2 separate regions of the Rattus norvegicus genome follow, and region 1 is linked to region 2. Evidence: chromatin contacts called from public Hi-C data. All regions are on one chromosome and are shown on one strand. Each heading gives the region's core, a stretch centred on a gene start, on an enhancer-like site or on the middle of the called end of the contact. The rest is flanking DNA. Distances are from core to core; before and after follow the strand shown.

Region 1 (3,864 bases), core at 1,158-3,657, 50 kb before region 2:
CACGAACACTATCTAACTCACCTAAACTTAGTCAGATTTTTCAGATTAATCTACCAAAATAACTTTGTATGTTCAGTCTGTATATGCTGAAATGGACCAATTCCCTGAAAAGAGAGTAAATCACAAAAGCATATGAGGCCAGTCTACGCTACCTCCAAATCAGGGAATCTACGTGTGTATGTGAGATTACATGTGATGAAGAGAATGGATGGCCCAACGCAGACATCGCAGCACGGATGGAGATAAAGGTGTGATGAAGCTGGGTCTCAAGAAAATGCCTGTTGTTCCTGAAGAAACTCAAGACAGAAACCACAAGTCACCTACAAACACTATAGCCTAAGATAGCCAATCCATTCCTGATCACTCAAACACTATGCCAAGTGCTGTTTGCTGACACAGAACAACTCTTCATCTGAACATCCACTGATATTTAGTTGAAGTTAATGAGAGGAGAAAGAGGAAGGCAGTAGTAGAAAGCAAAGTGTGAAGGGTGTTACTGAGAATGACCTGACAGCTGGATGACTTCCCACCACAAACCTCTCCCTAGCCCTCTCAAGTCTACAGAGACGCCGACTGTACCTAAACAGATATATCTCAAGGCAAACTTCAAATTCTGATGAACTAGCAAAAATAGAAACATCCAAAACTGGCACAAGATGAGCATATTTACTGATTAATACAACCTAGTCCTATAAAGAAGCATTCAAAAATCCAAAATCTGTGAACATGCATATGTGCTTTCCCATTCCCTCCCACAAACACTATACTAAGATCACCACAACTCAAAAGTTCTGTAACAAGACCTTCAGAGCACTGCACCTATGAATACTACGTTACAGGAGAGGCAAATTAACTGAGAAGTTCAATGAACATCCGTTAAGGTGGAGTAATTTTAAAAGTATGCATGAAGCAAAATGACAAGTTATGTATTAAAAGCACAAGACATATTTACGACTATCATCGATATTAAAAACTTTTTAAATGTTCAGATTTTGTCAACTTTAACCTAAAAAAAAAAAAGGTAAAATAGACTCCAGGAAATAAAACCTTCAGATCAACAGAGGGGAATCTTCAAGCCAAATTCAAAGTGCTCATTTAAAAGACATTTATGTTATGAGACCATTTAAACTCATGTTATTCGACAACAATGCCACACAGCCAAACCATATTTCTGGATGCAGCAAATATACTAACATGACTGGAATCCTTTGACATAAACATTTTTGCAAAAAAAAAAAAAAGAAAGAAAAAAGAAAAAGAAAATTACAAAATAAAGTCATTTAAATAAGATTTATAAGGACTGCTGGGAGATTTGGGAAGTCAGTACTAGCCCCTCCCTCACTTTTAGTGAACATCCCTAAGCAAAATGTTGAGAGACCGGCTTTTAAAAGATCCAACGAAAGCTAACGGTTATCTCAAAGCTGGGGAGTGTCAAGTCCTTAATCACTACGACTGACTCCTGACACATTCTGTTTCTAAAGGGCAGGGGAGGAAAAAACTCAAACAGGTAACGAGAAAGGACTGAACCTTTCAAGAACCCCTGGGCTTTCGTCTTAAAATTCTGGCCACATGGATACTACCGTGGAAGAAAAAGAAGCGCTTTTCTAGTCTGGAGCGCCTATGACATTCTCAGAATTACCTAGCTCAGGCGCCGCTCAAAACCAAGTGTCACGGCCTCTAGTAGTCATTTTTTCCTTCAAATCCCGGCTCGAATCATGCAGGTTGGGGATCGGGCGGGAGGCACCCCCCATACCTCGGTCCCTCGGCTCCGACTCCCGTAAAAGTTTGCTCCGGGCTCAGGTAACCCTAAGACTTGCACCCCGCCCTCGGCTCACCCCACCCCCTCGGGCGCGACCCCGTATCAACACATCCCACTCCTGGCAAGGCGAGATGCGGGCCAGGCCTAACCGCAGGCCTAGGGGCAAGCACCGGAGTCAGGGGAACGTCTGAAACCCTTAGCCCGGCCGGGCCGCGGACAGCGGCAGGCGGAGGCGGGAAAAGCACCCTGAAACCGGCAGGCCGCACGGAGGACAGCGGACCGAGGGACCGGGGCACCGGAGGGGCTGATAAGGATGAGCGAAAGAAAGGAGGCGCCGCGGCCGGACTCAGGCCCACGGCTGCGCGGCCGGTCCGAGCAGAAGCCGCCCCCGGCCCATCCCCACCCCCACCCTCGGGCCTCGGAGCAAAGACCCAAACTGCAGGCCGGGGCGCCGAGCCTGGACCCGGCCGAATCCGGTCAGACCGGGACTCCAGGCCCCTCCCCCCACGGGCCAGCGCGAGACTCACCAGGGCAGAGCGGGGGGCCGGCAGCCTGGCCCGTGAGAATCAGCGCGAGGCGCTTTGAAAACGACTAGAAATGGCGCGCGCGCCACCCCCTCCCCCCCTGCATGGACAGAGACGCGATCCCGGCAGCACGCGGGGTTTCCCGGAACTGCTTCCAGGGACTCCATACGGCCGAGCAATCAGTTCAGGAGGCTGCCTGATAGGCAGCTCAGCGGACCAATCAGAGAGAGGGAAAGCGGCCCTCGCGTCGGGGACTCGGAGGACCAATCGGTGTGGCCGTCAGGCTGAGCCAATGAGGGTTCTCAGCGCCACTGGCTGAGGCGCCTCCGGGGCGGGGGCATGCACACAAAGGGGTCTGTTGGTGGGAGCCCCTCGTAGTGGCGAGGCTGCGGGGCAGCCGGCCTTGCGTGGCCGAAGCTCCTCCCTCTCCGTCTACCCGGGTTATGAGGTTGAAAATTTAGGCCTCGCGCCGCGTGGCCGCCACAGGAGCCCCGCCCCCTCGGGTCCCTGCGGCCACGCTCCGCAATGGCGCTGCTACCCGGAGCGGGAGTCCCTTACCCCAATCCTCCCTCCGGCCGTGCTGGCCGGCCGCAGAGTGTAGGTCCCAAACACACCCATCACCTCACGCTCCGCTCCATCGCTAGATCATCTTGGCTCTAGTCAAAAGACAACTTAAAGAAGATTCGACTCGTGTCGCTGGAGGTTTTCCTGTAGAAAAGCATCCCTTAGAAGGATCAGAGAAACTGCCTGTTTCCCTCCCTGGCACTTTTCCTCACAATAACGTGGATCTGACTCAAGAGTGATGTTAACAGGAAGCAGGGACCCTTCAGAGTTTGGAGAACTGAGTAGGTAGGGTACTGGATCTACGTACGACTGAAAGCCAGGCAACGGGCAAAAGGTTCATTTCCCCCCTAGGAGAGTAATACCTTTTATTCATAAGCCTCTCACCTGTCACTGTCACTCCTGTCCCAAACCCAACACCACCTCAGTGAAGAAGGTCAAAGGTTCTGCTTCCAAATGTATCAGGAGAACGTGTTTCTCAAACCAAAATATAATTATTGTTTGTCTACCCATGCGTTTTTGAATGGACATCTGCACCTGATACGAACTTGACGGCCAATGTGGCAGTGTTGGGAGGTGGGGCCGGTAGTGGGAGGTGTTTCAGGCATTAGGACTCCACCCTCAAAGGATTAAAGCTGAATGATAGGCCTCCAGGCTGCGAGTTAGACGTCTAGCTCTGATTTTCTCTGCATCTTTTGCGCTTCCAGCATAGGGTGTCCCAGCACGAAGGCCCTTCTCCCCACATGCTCTCAACGTTGCACTTCCCTACTTACAGAACTGTAAAATGTAAGTCCCGTCCTAGGGACTGGAGAGATGGCACAAATGCAAGGTTAAAATCCTGACTTTGAATCTCCACTCGAGTAAAAAGCCCGGGGTGACCACATGCATGCACCTGTAAATTCCAGTGCTGATGTGGGCTACAACAGGAGAATCCCTGTAGCTTGCTGCAAGGTTAGCTCCAGGCTCAATGAGAGACCCTATCCCAAGAGAATAAGGCAGGGGAGTGAAAGAGCAGGACAT
Region 2 (4,349 bases), core at 363-2,862:
TCTGGACTGGGATTTTAATATGCATGTGCACACACCACCATGCCCAACTTCTCCTGAGTGCTGTAGGCTGTACCCCTGTTTGCTGAGCTCTCTCTCAATCTGCGGGTTGTTTTTTATTTTGAGACAGGGTATCTCTGTGTAGCCTCAACTATCCTGGAACTCACTTTGTAGACCAGGTGGGCCTAGCACTCATGTATCTGCCTGCCTCTGCCTCCCTGGCGCTGGGATAAAAGGCACGCACCACTACACCCAAGGAGTTTGTCTGAGAATAGGACTGAGCTAGCATTTCCCAGAGTTTAAAACAGAGCTCCCGGTACCTGTCCCTTGTGCCTCCCCTCAAAGGTCACATCTTCAGGGAGGCAGTCTCTGCCCTGTTTTCCTACTGCATAGCACTTAGCCAAGTCTATAATTAACTCGCTCATGTGTTTATAAACATTGTCTGCTTCCCTCTTCAAATGACAGTCCACACAGAGACCGTGTGGCTCATTTACTCCCGTAACAGTACCCTTATTTAGCTTGCTAAATGGCTGCCGAATGCATGATAGAAGCTGATCGATCATAAAAGGCCGAAGAACCAGGGAGTGCAGACGGAGCTCACCTGGAGCGGGGCGGCCTGAAAAGCAGTATTCCTGTTCCCACCGGGGCTCACTCTCCCGTTCCCTCTATGTGTGGCCGGGAACATGAGGTTCAGGGCTCGCACCAAGGAAGCCCACAACACAGGGTTTTAGAGTTGGCAGTAATGACAGCTGTCGTGTTTGGAATGCTTACACTGAGTTTGGGGCTAAGCTCCAGAGCTGGGTGTGAGCTGGGTGTGGCCACACATGCCTGTGATTCTAGTGGTTAGGAGTCTGAGGCAGGAGGATCATGAGTTCCAGCCTGGGCTACAAAATAAGGGCTGGTCTCATTCATCCCCCAGTCCCTGAAGAATCCAGGTGTTGATGGCTCAGCTGATGAGGAGAGTTGTGAAGTGATGTGATTTCAATCTTAGAACCCACACAGAGGAAAGAGAAGAGCAGTTTCCCAAAGTTTCCTCTGACCTCTGTGTGTGTGCCCGATCTCTCTCTCTCTCTCTCTCTCTCTCTCTCTCACACACACGCACACACACACACACACACACACACACACACACACACGTAATGAATACACACGCGCACAAATCTAGGCTTCCGAGGCAAACCCCAAAGCCTGGTATACCCACTTTGACCTTGGGTGGTTTCTTTACCCTCTGATACTTCACATGTAGAATAGGAATAACGTAGCACCCATCTTATGGGTCTGTTGGAACGACCAAAAGAACCTAAGAAGATTCCAGTAAAAAGTATCGGGCCACTTATCCCTGCACATGATCACACACCACCTTTGCAGTGTGTGGTTGAGAGCAATGCCCGGCTTTTCGTTTCACCATCCGATCCTCACCATGACCTTGGGAAGTCAAAATCACTTCCACCCCACAAGATCAATCCGGCGAGTCTCAGTGAGTGAAACTGAGTCGTCTAAGGTCATCCATCCAACGTCCAAAGAAGCTGAGTCAGACCGGAAAGGGCTGTCTGTCTTTCCAGTTCTTCCAGCACATTTCACTGTGTCTGGAAAAGAGTCCTCTTACCCGCAAGCCGCAGCTGATTGGAGCACTTTCCCCTCTGGACCCTGGCTCTGTGCCTTCCAGCTTGGCTAGGAGCAGGCTGCCTGGTGGCCTGGATTTTGTGACTGGGTTATGTTTCATCCAGTCACACTCATACCGTTAGGGACTGCCAAACTCCAGAAAGGGCATGTTAGCGAGGCTCGGGATTAGGTGCATGTTATGTGCGCCGTCCCTCTGCTCCCAAATGTGTCAGCCTTAGCCTCGATCTCAGCACTAGTGCCTGCTCTTAGAAATCCTTCCTGCTGCCTGGCAGAGGCACATGGGGCCCTGCTTGCTGTTCTTTTGCGCCACCTCGTGGACAGTTCAGTTACTGTAACTTACAGTTGCTGCCAAACCAAACTCTGGATTATAGGCAAGTGATCTGAATGCAACTTACCATGAAGCATTTTGTTTGCGCACGCACATCTGTCTGTCTGTGTCTGTGTGTCTGTTTTTCTGTGTATATATCTGTCTGTATCTGTGTCTTCTGTCTCTGTGTGCCTGTGTGTCTGTGGCTCTGTGTGTCTGTGTCCATCTGTCTCTACTTGTACGTGACCATTCCAGCTATAGTTCTCAGAACACCGCTCACTCCCGTTGCCACCCCTTTGCACTGCTTTCCCAGAATAACACCATCTGCTGAGGGATCAGGCCAACTCCTCTCAGACTCTCCTTCCTATAGAAGGCATTCTTGGACATTCTTCCTGTATTCCCATCCCATGGTGTAGCCACTCCAAGGAATCCAAGCTATGGATTCAGTGACCTCTGTCCTGAGACAGACCTTTCGATCTTTGCCTGGCCTTAGAGGCTGCACTCTGCTGGGTCACATTGTGTGTCCAGTTGTGTCTTAGAAAAATCTGCGGCCTAGAGAGATGGCTCACCGGTTAAGAGCACCGACTGCTCTTCCAGAGGTCCTGAGTTCAATTCCCAGCAACCACATGGTGGCTCACAAACATCTGTAATGGGATTTGATGCCCTCTTCTGCTGTGCCTGAAGACAGCTACTGTGTACTCATACATTAAATAAATGAATGACTTTTTTTAAAAAGAAAGATCTGCACACGTGGCCACTAGTTACAACTGGAAAAGTCATAGGAAGAAATATTAATACGTAGATGTCTGCTAATCACTGGAACACTGGGAGAGATAGGCTCAGCGATTGAGAGCGCTAACTGCTCTCCTCAGTGACCTTCCCAGCATGGCTTACAAAACACCTGTAACTCCAGGTCCCGGGCATGCAGTGTCCTTTCTGGCCTCTGACTTCCTGCCCATGTATGGTGCATACGAGCTCATGCCGGCAAACACCCACCACCACAAAACACATCAAACTGGCAGACTGTGGGTTAGAGAGAGGGCGGGGTGCTTGCCACCATACCCGACACCCCACGGTCCATCCCTGGAACCCACACAGTGAGAGAACCGACTCCTGTAAGCTGTCCTCTGGCCTCCCTGTGTATGGCCAAGGCATATAACCAATCAGATCAATGTGAGGATAGTTTTAATACTGAAAGACTGGGGTCAGAGGGATCATCACATGAGCCTGGTGCCCTAAGTTTGAACCTTAGAATCCACGTAAGGATAGAGAGAGAGAACCAGCTCCACGGAGTTGCCCTGTGACCTCATCATACATATGATGTACACACATGCGCACACACACACACACACACATACACACAAATGCATGCTTACACATATACATTCTCACACATACAAATAATAAATAAAGGCCTGGAACCCCCCTGGAGGATGGCAGCCAAGCATGCTGACACATCTGTACAGTTACTCAGAAAGCTAAGGCAGTGAGACTGCTTGAGCCCAGGAGCTTAGGGTCAGCCAGGGCCTTAACCATGAGATCCTGGTGCATACCCCCCTTACCTTTAAATACGTAGTGAAACCCTGCCTCACAAAGAACAACAAACCCGGAAGGACGCACTAGGTGTGCATTTTCACAAGGCAACCATTGGTTAGGGCTAGGTAGCGTTACCCCCTCAGGTAGGCAGGCTGTCTAGCTAGCCACACTCTCTGCACTAGTCTTCAAACTGGTGATCCAACTGCCTCTGCCTCTCGGGTTACCACAGCCAGCTCAGGAGACCACAACTGTTTCAGTCGAGATGTGGGCTCGCCCCCATCCAGTCTGCTGTGAGCTCTCTATATACTTAACGACGAGATGATGACCTTCAATTTCTGACCCTCCTGCCTGCATCTCCGAGAGTTCTCTCGATCACAGGCACGCCCGGTTTACGCAATGGTGGGGAATGAACTCCAGGACTCCGTGCCTTCGAGGCAAACAGTCTCATCCCAGCCTGAATTCTTAGCATTGCTTCTCCATGCAGTCTTCCACCCTGACAGCTCCAGCCACAGGGACTGTGGTGACCATTGTTGGTGCCCTGAATTGTCTCACAGGTCCCATACAAACATCCATAAATCCCATCCCAGAACAGATTTCTCAACGTGATCCTTTTCGTGATCCTTTTCCACCTCCATCAAAGTGATGCGAGCCACAGATTATCCCGACACCTCCTAACTGTTCTCTTTTTCTGCTCTGAGCCCTACAATCTGATGATGCAGGCAGCAGGACAAGCCTGATAACTCTGGTGAAGTAGTTCCCAAGCCAGTGGCTCCAGTTTCTAAAGGAGAGATCTGTGAGGGATAGGATTCACCCATGCATCGCCCCCCCATCCCCCCACCCCCGTCTGCTCCTGCTGACTCTGTCAGGCCTTTCGTACAGGAAGGGC

The links. A called contact is a pair of places that touch in the nucleus more often than the background predicts.
Region 1: a Hi-C map of liver shows a contact between it and region 2, with 2.3 times the contacts expected there. The contact joins the promoter of Hnrnpr here to the enhancer-like site in region 2. A contact is called at or near these places in 7 of 12 Hi-C or Micro-C datasets (the A7r5 cell line, frontal cortex, kidney and 3 more).

Annotation. Positions count from the first base shown.
Region 1 is chr5:153,825,062-153,828,925 of GRCr8, reverse strand. Hnrnpr (heterogeneous nuclear ribonucleoprotein R) reads right to left here and starts at 2,407. Exons shown (of 11, transcript NM_175603.3): 1 at 2,287-2,407.
Region 2 is chr5:153,773,969-153,778,317 of GRCr8, reverse strand. The region is part of intron 5 of Tcea3 (transcription elongation factor A3); the gene reads right to left. Among named protein-coding and RNA genes, the nearest start is that of Tcea3, 16 kb to the right of the region's middle. Within about 2 kb of position 1,612, at least 23 of the 93 cell types and tissues checked have an H3K27ac peak or open chromatin away from gene starts, as enhancers often do. A contact at or near this core is called in kidney and liver, where this site is marked.